Linked DNA regions of Anas platyrhynchos: region 2 is linked to region 1. Evidence: chromatin contacts called from public Hi-C data. All regions are on one chromosome and are shown on one strand. Each heading gives the region's core, a stretch centred on a gene start, on an enhancer-like site or on the middle of the called end of the contact. The rest is flanking DNA. Distances are from core to core; before and after follow the strand shown. Region 1 overlaps RBM38 (RNA binding motif protein 38). Region 2 has its middle 41 kb from the start of CTCFL.

What was found. Hi-C and Micro-C count contacts between places; a contact is called where the count stands out from the background.
Region 2: a contact with region 1 is called in a Hi-C map of skeletal muscle, with 2.6 times the contacts expected there. The contact joins two enhancer-like sites. A contact is called at or near these places in 5 of 8 Hi-C or Micro-C datasets (F5 follicle, skeletal muscle, small yellow follicle and 1 more).

The regions. Positions count from the first base shown.
Region 1 is chr21:12,762,750-12,767,790 of IASCAAS_PekinDuck_T2T, forward strand. It overlaps RBM38 (RNA binding motif protein 38), which reads left to right. Exons shown (of 4, transcript XM_038166113.2): 3 at 210-264. Among named protein-coding and RNA genes, the nearest start is that of RBM38, 3.9 kb to the left of the region's middle. Within about 2 kb of position 3,407, at least 5 of the 8 cell types and tissues checked have an H3K27ac peak or open chromatin away from gene starts, as enhancers often do.
Region 2 is chr21:12,801,017-12,805,930 of IASCAAS_PekinDuck_T2T, forward strand. It overlaps LOC101793813. Among named protein-coding and RNA genes, the nearest start is that of CTCFL, 41 kb to the right of the region's middle. Within about 2 kb of position 1,280, at least 1 of the 8 cell types and tissues checked has an H3K27ac peak or open chromatin away from gene starts, as enhancers often do.

The DNA of each region.
Region 1 (5,041 bases), core at 2,157-4,656:
CTGGGCTCCCATCTGGCCTTTGTGCATATCGCATATGCATATTAAAATTAACTTGCTTCTAAATGGGACTCTAAATTTGCTCACATGCATAGCAGATGAAATGGATGTACATGTGGTCTGAGGTGTAGTTACGTGGGTATATTGTGAGTTGAATGGTATGGTGGATGCCATTCATTAATATATTTTTTTTCTGAACCCTTTTTCTTTAGGTTTTACCATAGGTGTGCAGCAGCTACATCCAGCCTTTATTCAGAGACCCTTTGGGTAAGTGGACATGTTTCTTAACAGTCAGTTTGAAATCATATTCATGAATCAACTTCCTCATTATTTAAAATGCATGAAAAAGCCTTAGCTGTAAGGAGTGGACAGTTTGAACAGCTGTTGTTGATGCGTGGAGTACTTTATTTCTGGTGAAGATTTCAGAAGTTTTGTGCATTTGTCAGCTTTCATATAATTCCCAAAGATCCTCCTTTATCCTCAGTAAATCTTAGCCATAATAAGCCCACTGCATTGCTCTCTTCTTTGCCAGCTTCAAGAATTCAAATAAATGGAAAATAGTTTCTCTATTGCAGTACTTAAGGTGTCAAAACAATTAAGCAAATTCTGCTCTCATGTTTCTCAAATAAGATCTTCTGCTTCCTCTCTGCCGTTTCCCACATAATAATGCTCAGGGTACAGTTTTATCCTAGAAAACAAATTGCATTGGAAACAAAGTCTGTTACTTAATGAAAGTAACATTAGGTCAAAAATTGATTTTGGACAGATGTTATACAAGGCTTGAATAGTCTGCAAAAGTGGGCTTTTGTCTGCTGTTTTCAATAGCTTATACCATCCCTACTCAGTTAGAAAAGTCCTCTTTTTATACATCTAATAGGATCTGGCAGCTGCTCGGGAAAAGACAAGTGTGCTTCATGAGAACAATAGTGACTGTCATACTGCCTTCATTTAACTGTTTAATGATTGATGCAGTTCTTTTTTTTACACCATTTCAGAAAGTGAATATTGATAGGGTTTTTTTATTATTATTTTCTAAGAGCATTAAGAAAGTAGGTGCATTTTTTAAAGCTTTTGAGAACTGCTCTGTTGTGGTTTTTATGTGACTAATATAAATAGATGGGATCTTGGCCTTTGTCAACAGAAATATTTCATCCATTCCCTGTTCTCTGTTCATAGCATTTTCTTTTCTTTTCTTTCTTTTTTTTGGGGGCGGGTGGGGGGAGCAGCTAACAACAAAACAGAAACTTTCGCTTCTCTGCCAACTGCCTGGGTAATCTCATTCCAATGAGTTTATGGATGTAAGAGGCTGTGTTGCCACAATAGTGCACACCCAGTGTATGTGCGCTGTGTACGGTTCAAACACGCCAGTTTTCCTAAGTGGTTACGACTCTGTTGGAAAGACTTGAAGAGCATCTGTCATGAAACGAGGAGGGTTTTTTGGTGCAAGAGCCACAATAGTCCAGGTAGGCAAGCTGTTGCTCTTCAACAGCTGTCCTCGCATGGGAGCTATAGCAGCTTTCCTAGGATCAGAGGCAGGCAGCATCTCTGAGATGCAAACACCGGAGGCTTTCCAAATCGCACAAGAGCACACAATAGAAGTTGATGATAAAACCCAGCATGTTACGAGGTTTACCATGCGTGCCAACAGAAAAGAGCAAAATGGTGAAGCGTGTTAAAGCCCTAGTGCTGGCAGGAGCGTCAGCTCGCACCAGCTCCCCTTGCAGATAATCTGCTCTTCCCGCATGTGCTGCTCCTACCCAGCACCACAGCTCTGCAGCTGTGAAAAACGTGGGTTTTCTTTTTGAACAGTTTGCTCTTAGTTTCATGTAGAGAGGAGTGTGGGATCAACTGACTCGGTGTTCCTTGTGATCTAGACAGTTACTGTTCCAGTTCTCCGGCATTGGTTCCATCATTAAACCAGCAGAGCTGCAGTGAGCACATACAGCAGAGAGCACTGTAAATTATTTATCAGTTGCCAAGAGACAGGAACCAGGAGACTGGAGGGAGCAGATTATATATCATTATTTGCAAGCATCGGTAAACACGAATTTCATTGCATTCGGACATTGCTGGAGCAGGATCACTAGAAACATGGGTTTGGCGAAACGTAGAGCCATTTAACTGAGCACTGTGGCTGAGGCTGCTCTGTGGCTTCTGAGCAAAGCGTCAGGTGTTCAGTCAAGCAGCGGAGCTTGGCCACCGGTTCCCTCTTTGTCTTGTCAGGAGACCAGCAGAAGTAAGAGGGCTCTGCTCTTGCATTCCCTTGGAGCCACAATTTCCTTTGCCCTTTGAGGGATTTGAGGGTAGGTGAGGAGCTTATCAGGGTCTGTCTGACTTGGGAAGTGTGACCAACTTGCTGTTGCCCATTTGCTGTGTGCCTTGTGGAGCTTCCCCAAATAAAGGTCTCTGGCTGGTCTGCGTTGCCACACATAAGACATCTCAGGGCTTTCCCTCCCTCAGTTTCTCTCTGCAAAGTGTTTGCATCCAGGCACTGGCACGCAGTTTCTGAAAGACCATTGTTATGGGACGCGGGGTGCTAGGTGTGCAAGCTGGACTTGGCAAGGAAGAAATGAATGAACAGCCCGCGAACTGCTAGGCAGTTAAGGAAGAGAAGACCAGCCAGTCACATTCGAGCTACAAAGCCGCAAAAAGCAGGTTTTGGTGAAACTTAAAATGAATGGAAACTATGAAAATTACCCAAACATTAGTGAAGATTATTTATAAACTGAAGGCTTCCCCCCAGCCCCAGGGACCCAAATGCAGCTGTAAATATTGCCCGGGGTATGCGGAACAGAAAGAGAAACCATGAAGAGCCTCTCTCCTTCCTCCTGCTGTCCTGGCAGGGGAGGCACATACACGGCAGACAGCGCGGAGTCGGTAGTAAATCCTGTTTTGAAAAGTAGTCTCTAGGCTGTCGTAACCAGAGATCGTAACAGTAATGCAAGGCGAAGGATGCGTCTGTGTCAGGGTGACTCGGAGATCTGGCTTCTGGGTTTAGGGAAGCAACTTCAGGCCTCGGGGCTCAGTCGGTAGCTTACAGGTTGCACTTTGCTTGGAGGCAGATGGGAATGCCACAGCATTTGCCTGCAGTTGCTGGCTGGTGTGGCGTTGTGTTTATGAGAATAGAGGAGGGAGAGACTGCAAATGGAGCTGTCTCTTACTGCAGCGGTCTCTTACTGAAGCAGTTGTCCTTTAAAGAAGTTTGGAGAAACATCACACTTGTTGGAAGCTGCGAGGAGCACCTATGTAGACCACTCAGCCAGGAGTACGTGGTGGTGCAGCAGAGCTGCGTTGTGCCCCCCTCGTGGTCCTCTCTTCTGGGCCCCTGGCGCCCGAAGCAGGGGATTCCCTGATTCTTCTCTCCCCAGCCGTGCTTTCAGCTCTGGATGCAGGCAGTGCATGGCAGATGCATTCCTGTGGCTGTGCCTCAGCGAAGGAGCTATCTGTGTGGGAGATCTACCAGTGGCTGAGTAAGTGACTGAGCTCTTGGAAACATATCGCTGTCCTTGCAGCAGGATCCAGCTCTTTCCATATCTGCACATGGGGTGTCGTTGCTCCAGAGACCCCACCTCTTCCTGGCCTGTAGCTGCTTATTTCGGCCTGTGTTCGGTGTCAGGCAGCACTGGAAATGGTTAAATCTCTGAGTTTAACATTTCGTGTACTGATGGTGCTGCAGCTAGGAAGTGAAGAAAGTCCCTCTTTGTGTCAGCCCACCCTCCCTTGCAGCTGTTTATCCTTAAAACTTCTCTATTGGGTTAAAAATAAAAGGAAACAAACTTTCATCTTTTCTGTGGTTATGCTTATAAACAGGCGCATGCTGTCCTTGCTGTGCTCGGTCTCTGTCAGCTGGCATCCCCCGTGCTCTGACTTCCTATTTCACCACTTATCAAAAAGCTGGCTTGCTGCAGGACCCCGGGCTGCTCCGCCGGTCACAAGCGGCTCCCATGGGGATGGCTCACCCGGCACCTGTTGTTTGTCGTGTGCCAATAACATGAAAGCATTCGGGGGGGGATTTCCTAAGTAACATTCAAATCCATTTTCCAAATGGCTTCAGCTGCTAGTTCTCAGGCACACTCACTGCTATTCAGACCGAGCGCTTGCCAGTCAGAGAGCTTTTTGGTTTTTAAGAATAGATGTGTATTTATAAACAGATCCAACAGCTTTGCAGTTTTTCTTGGACATTTACTTCGAGGTTGCAAGTGCTGGTGTTGCACCCAAGGGCTTGGCACTGTTGCTTTGGGTACAGTTTGCTCGTGTCCCACATCTTGTGTCATCGTATAGAACAACGTAAAAGGAAGCCAGAAAGGAAAGTGCCTTCTCCTTGCTGTGGTTCCATTTGCATCAGTGGATTTGCTCTTTGCCCTCTGCAGAGCAGCGACCCAGGCCCTTTCCCCTGGCTGCAGGAGCCGGGGAGCAGCAGATATAAGCTTCTCCCGTTCTGGTGCTGTTTTAATCCCGGCACAGCAGATCCGTGCACACGCCTGAATTTTCAGAGCAGTGCAGCCTGTTCTTGATCTCGTCTTTCTTTTGCGCAGCTGCTGGCACGCTGGTCCCTAACTTTGGTAGTATTAAACACATGCCCAGTAATTTGAATGATAAATGCAGCTCTGAGCAGCCTGCCTCTGAGCTGGGGACACCAGAGAGGGAACTTAGACAGTTGTGCTGATAATTCGGTGGCAAGGACACTGGGTCACTTCTAAATATGACTTACATGAAGAACTTGTTCCCCGCAGATGGGAGCAGGCTACATACCAGAGCTAAATATACTCTGTGAGCGCAAAAGATGAAAAGTCTTGGACCTCAGAGTTAAAACTGAGTATCCTGTTTCTCCCTCTCTCTATCCTGCAGACAGGGCCGCACTGCCCCTGCCCTTTCCCTGTGCGTGTCGGCTGCCCTGTGCCACTGGCACACACCCCTGGCTGCTCCCGCTTTGCTGGAAGGCGTGGAGAGGGGTGCCTCGGGTCCTCTAGATCAACAAGATCTAGAGGCTGGCAGTAGAGATCCCTGAAAATTCTTAAAATGGAATTTCTTTCTTGGCTGAGAA
Region 2 (4,914 bases), core at 30-2,529, 36 kb after region 1:
TTATGAGTCTGAAACCTCTTTGTGGTAGGGACAGCTTTTTTCTCTGTAGTTTTGGGATGCCCAGCCCCACTGGGTTTGTGCTGAAGAGAAGCAGCAGTGATGGCTCATACTTCATTGCAGACATCTGTATGGAATAATAAATACATGTTTTGAGCTGGCAGTTTCCCATCCAAATGTAGGGCATGGGCAGATTAATCTTGTTGCTGTTGAGCTGGGTCAAATGATCTCCACTTCCAGAGGTACCCCAAATGGGTACCTCTTCCTCCCTCTGCCCCCTTAGCTTGTTTAATGTCCCTCAAACCATGGCTGTAAAAACAAAATTGTACTATAAAGGGGCATAGGTCCAACCTTGTAAACATTGTTTTCATTTATCTCTTCAAGGCTCCCATTAGCTTTCCCTCATAGTCTGCCACAGATACGGCAAAAAGGTGCCTGGGACAATAATCTTCATTTTTGGCCTTTAAAGATCATAGACTGGAGAATAAATTTCATTTCAGGCAAACAAAGAGGTCCAATTTGAATTTTTTGGGGGTGGGTGGGAATGCACGACCTTTCCCCAGCAGAGGACCAGGAGAGCAGAGTGGGTGCAGTGTGAGGAGGGCAATGGGATGGTGGGGAAGGCAGGGAGAACCTCAGATCAGGAGCTCTGTCCGGGAGCTTTCTTGAAAATCCCTCTGACTCCTAGCTATTGGCATGTTTTTAGGAATAAGAAGCATTTCTACAATGTTGAACAGACTGAAAAAAAAAAAAAAAAAAAGAAAAGAAAAAAAAAGCCTATTTTCTTTTTTTAAGAACATTTTTTTCCCTTTGGAAAGCACTGTGGTCAGTCTTGGACAAACTGTGGGAGTTAAGTGCATGAAATTCAATACTCATGTCATATACCAGAGGTCAGGCTCAGGGTCCCTTCAGATCTAAAGCATACGTGCAATAAACATTTCCCCAAAAAGCCCCTCCAAAACCCCCTAAGCCTTCCATTCAGCTTCTGGAAACCGTGGCGCAAAGACAGAACAAGACCTGGTGGCAGAAAGTCAGCAAAGAGGACAAAAACATTCGGAATTTACATTCGACTTCAGTTCCTACAGCATTCATGCTCCCTGCCTAGCCAGAGCCTGGTGGGGAGGCTCAGTAAACAGCATCGCCCTGACGAAGCCCAGCACCCGGAGCCGACGCGCCGAGGGCTCATGGAGCAGCCCGGGGCTCCCAGCTCTGCAGGCACTTGCTCCTCAGCTGACCCCAGAAGCTGCTGTATTTCACATGCTGTTCCTCCCTCATCCGAGCTGTGCTGCGAGATAGCTCATCCCGCTGGAAACTATAACTAAAAACACTGTCTAAAAACAGCTCCTCTTGCTGCGTGCCCAGAGGGGAGGAGCGGTCCCCAACGAGCACAGACAAACGGAGCTCGAATAAATAGCTGGGCTGAAAGGGACCCAGGAGGGCAGCCCAGGGCTGCGGGGCCGGGCAGTGATTTCACACCAAGAGGCAGGATCTCTCGGTGTGAAAGTGCCCGGCGATGACTTGCCCGCTTCCAGACCACGAGGCTGCTTTTGCTCTAACTGCAGCCGGCTGTGCTCGGGTTGGGCTCACGGCTGTGTCTTGGCACCAGGTGTTACGAGGAGCTGATTTCCACCGCAGGATTAACAGCAGGATACAGAGCACAAACTCATTGCAAATTTGTGATAAAATCAAAGCTCCATCTGTATTCAGGCTGGAACTTGGAGCTAGGAATGATTGCTGTGGGAGAGCTGACAGTTTTTTCTTATTACCAACGAAATAAGCTTTTCCTGCACCTTGAAAACAAGTAATTATTTTTTCTTTAAAGGTTATATATACATATATATAAAACAGACATATAGGGAGAGTTGCAGAGAATTGAAAACGTTTTAAAAATATTTAAAGTGCAGTGTTTACTCTTTTCTTTAGAGGAGCTCAACTGTTCTCTGCTTGGATGCAAATGAGGCACACACTACTTCCACTCTAGGTATTTTTGGTCAGAATGAAAAGATAAATAGACACTGTACGTCAAACGTCACACTTTTAGTCAGCTTTATCTAACTTTGGTCAAGAATTTAAAACTTTGCACAGGCTGCTAGCACATTTCAAGGCTGAACTGTAATTCTCCTCTGACAAAAATTTCTTGCTAACCGAGCCTGTCTGTGACATGGGAACCAATAAGCTAAAGCTTAAACCAAGGCTGTCAAACTCATTTCAATTATTAGTTATGAAATGGGAAAAAACAGCAAGCTTCGGTGTCACATGGAAACATGAGCATGGTGGTGACACAGCCTTTCATGCACAGTGTCAGCACTAAAAACAGTGTATGGATTATTTGGGAGGTTATAAACACCGATCTCATGATTCTATTCTGGGTTGGCCCTACGACAAAAAAAAAAAAAAAAAAAAAGGAAAAAAAAATAACCAAACCAAAACAATAACAACCACCAGCAAGAGCAAAAAGCCCCAAGCAATTAGCAGCTGTGCTCTGCAGCCCTTGTGCTGGTGACAAGCGGAGCTGGGAGAAGCGTGGCCCCGCTGATCCTGCAGAGCTCAGGACTGTGGCAGGGCCCCTCGGTCCCCGCTCTCTGCGGCTTGCTGTCGGGATGAGTGTGAGCCACGTGAGCCTGCAGCTTTGGGGACAGGATGATTTACACCAGGACAACTGCTGGAGTCACCCCCCCCAGCTGGCTGCCCTGCGCCTGCTGCACAGAGAGCACGGCTGCTCGCAGCTCCTGAAACACTGCACTTGGGAGCTGGCTTTTTTCTTCCCTTTTTATTTTTATAAGGCAAACGACCATTGCCGGGTTATCCATGCTGGTTTGCCCTCACAGGGCACAGTTCACAGACTGCTTTGCAAATAGGTGAGCCACCCGTGCAGCCCATGCCATCCCTGGAGAGGGCATCCTGGCCCCGGGACAGTGCGTGTCCCCGTTTAGCCTCTTACGACTGAGGCCAGGGCAGATGTTCAGAATGGCTCTTTCTAATCTTCAGCTTGTCAAACCTTATTACTTGACTTTATTAAGTCTATCTCTAAACATCTCTAAAGTAACGCGCGGTGTTGCTTTATCCCAAAATAGCCGCTCGGTATGAGATTTTGGCAGCTGGTGCTGAGGCTGGATGAGACCCTGGAGAGCAGAGTCAGGAAGGCAGCCACAGCCCAACCTACTCGTGCTTTCAACGTTCACAGCTCCCTCCCAGCCCCACAGGACCCCAAACCCTCCTGTACCACAGGAGATCTACAACCATCCCCCCTCCTCTGGCTACCCTGGGTTCAAAACTGGCCAAAATCCTGCTCATGAACAACTTCAGGCACAGGAGAAGATTTGAACGTGGACCCAGACTGTACAACTGCAGGTGCTTTTCACCAGGGTACCGCCCTAATTCCAGTTACAATAGGCCTTTTCTCTGCTGTCAGAGAGATGAGATGTCTGTCAGAAAGAGGTACAGAGCCACTGGTAATTATTAAAAGCATTTATCAGTAAATCCAGGACTGAAAGCATAGTGAAGGGTGGGTGGCAAATCTTTTGTGAGCCATAAAATTTCCATGAGAGAAGTTTTCATTGGAAAGAGCTGGAGGAAATCATACTGTATTTTAGGTGTGATATAAAGTCTTATCAGTGACTGTTTTGACATAGTTTTAACCTCTGACTAAAGTACAACAATTTAAAAGACATCTGGTAACTGATGATTTTGCAAAGCTGGAAGAGCATTGTATACATTCAAATGAGCTCAAAAAAAAAAAAAAAAAAAAAAAAAAGCAGAGGCACATCTGTTTTCATAAATCAGAAAAAAAAAATTCTCTGTGGCAGTGTTGCTGCCGATGCTCGTTTGGAAGCTGAAGGCAAGTAAAAAGCAGAGTAGATCTAATCTCTGAGGCTGGAGGGACGGGACATGCAGACACCCTCCTGCCTCCCATGCTGAGCAGTTTGACAGCAGCAGCTGGAGCTGGGCTGCAGAGAACTTTGGCCTGATCCTCTCCCGAGCCCTCTGCACGTGATGCCGCCTGCCTTCCCCCCTGCTTTTCACCATACCAATGTTTTAGGGTGCTACTACTGCCCAGTGGCTACTGCCCTGGCAAACCTGGGCACGGTATTGCTACAAGAAGACCTCACAAACACAGGCAGGTCCAGATTGTCACCAAATTTCTACTGCCTGCTCTGTCCTGGTGCTGCAGAACAGCATTTTTGGTTATTCAGTTTAATTTCACTTAGATACAAGTCATGAACTATAACACAAAGAGTAGCTGTTCATCCACCAGCACAGCCCCAAGCTGCTGTATCCCCCCCACCGGTATGGGGCCCAGCCCACCCCTTCCCATCAGATCTAACAGGCAATGCTGGAGCAGATCCGTGTCCTGGTCCTCAGCCCTTCCTTCCTCTTCACACCAGGCCAGCAGCCCAGGCCACCTTTCTTCATCCCCAGTACCATCTTTCATCAGCCCACAGAATTTCTTGCATCTTTTCCACATAAGAAAAGTGGTCAGATTCAACCCAGAGTAAAAAGATCCTCATTTGGCCCTGGATGCGTTGAGAACATGGGTCACACAAGAGCTGGAGCGGAGGAAATCCTGGCTGTGTAAGCAACAAGGATTTCTGCCAAGAAGGCCAGAGACTTTTTTCTGTAGTTGGCCCTTGGAGAATGCTTTCTTTGACCAAAGAGAAAAAGTAAATGTAAAAAATTCATCCCTTGCAAATTTACGAAAGCATGGCTGTGTGCCATGGGCTTTCTAACTCCACAGTAATGTCCCCCATCATAATTTGAATGGCTGAAGCATCCTCCAAGAATCCTCACTACCTCTCTTTTTTTTTTTTTTTTTATTTTTAATTTTGTTTGTTTGTTTAAATTAAAGCCATTAGAGAAGCAGCAGCCAGTGCAAAGGGTGGAACTAATCTCGGTGGAGGTTCTGGGCAGCCCCCACTC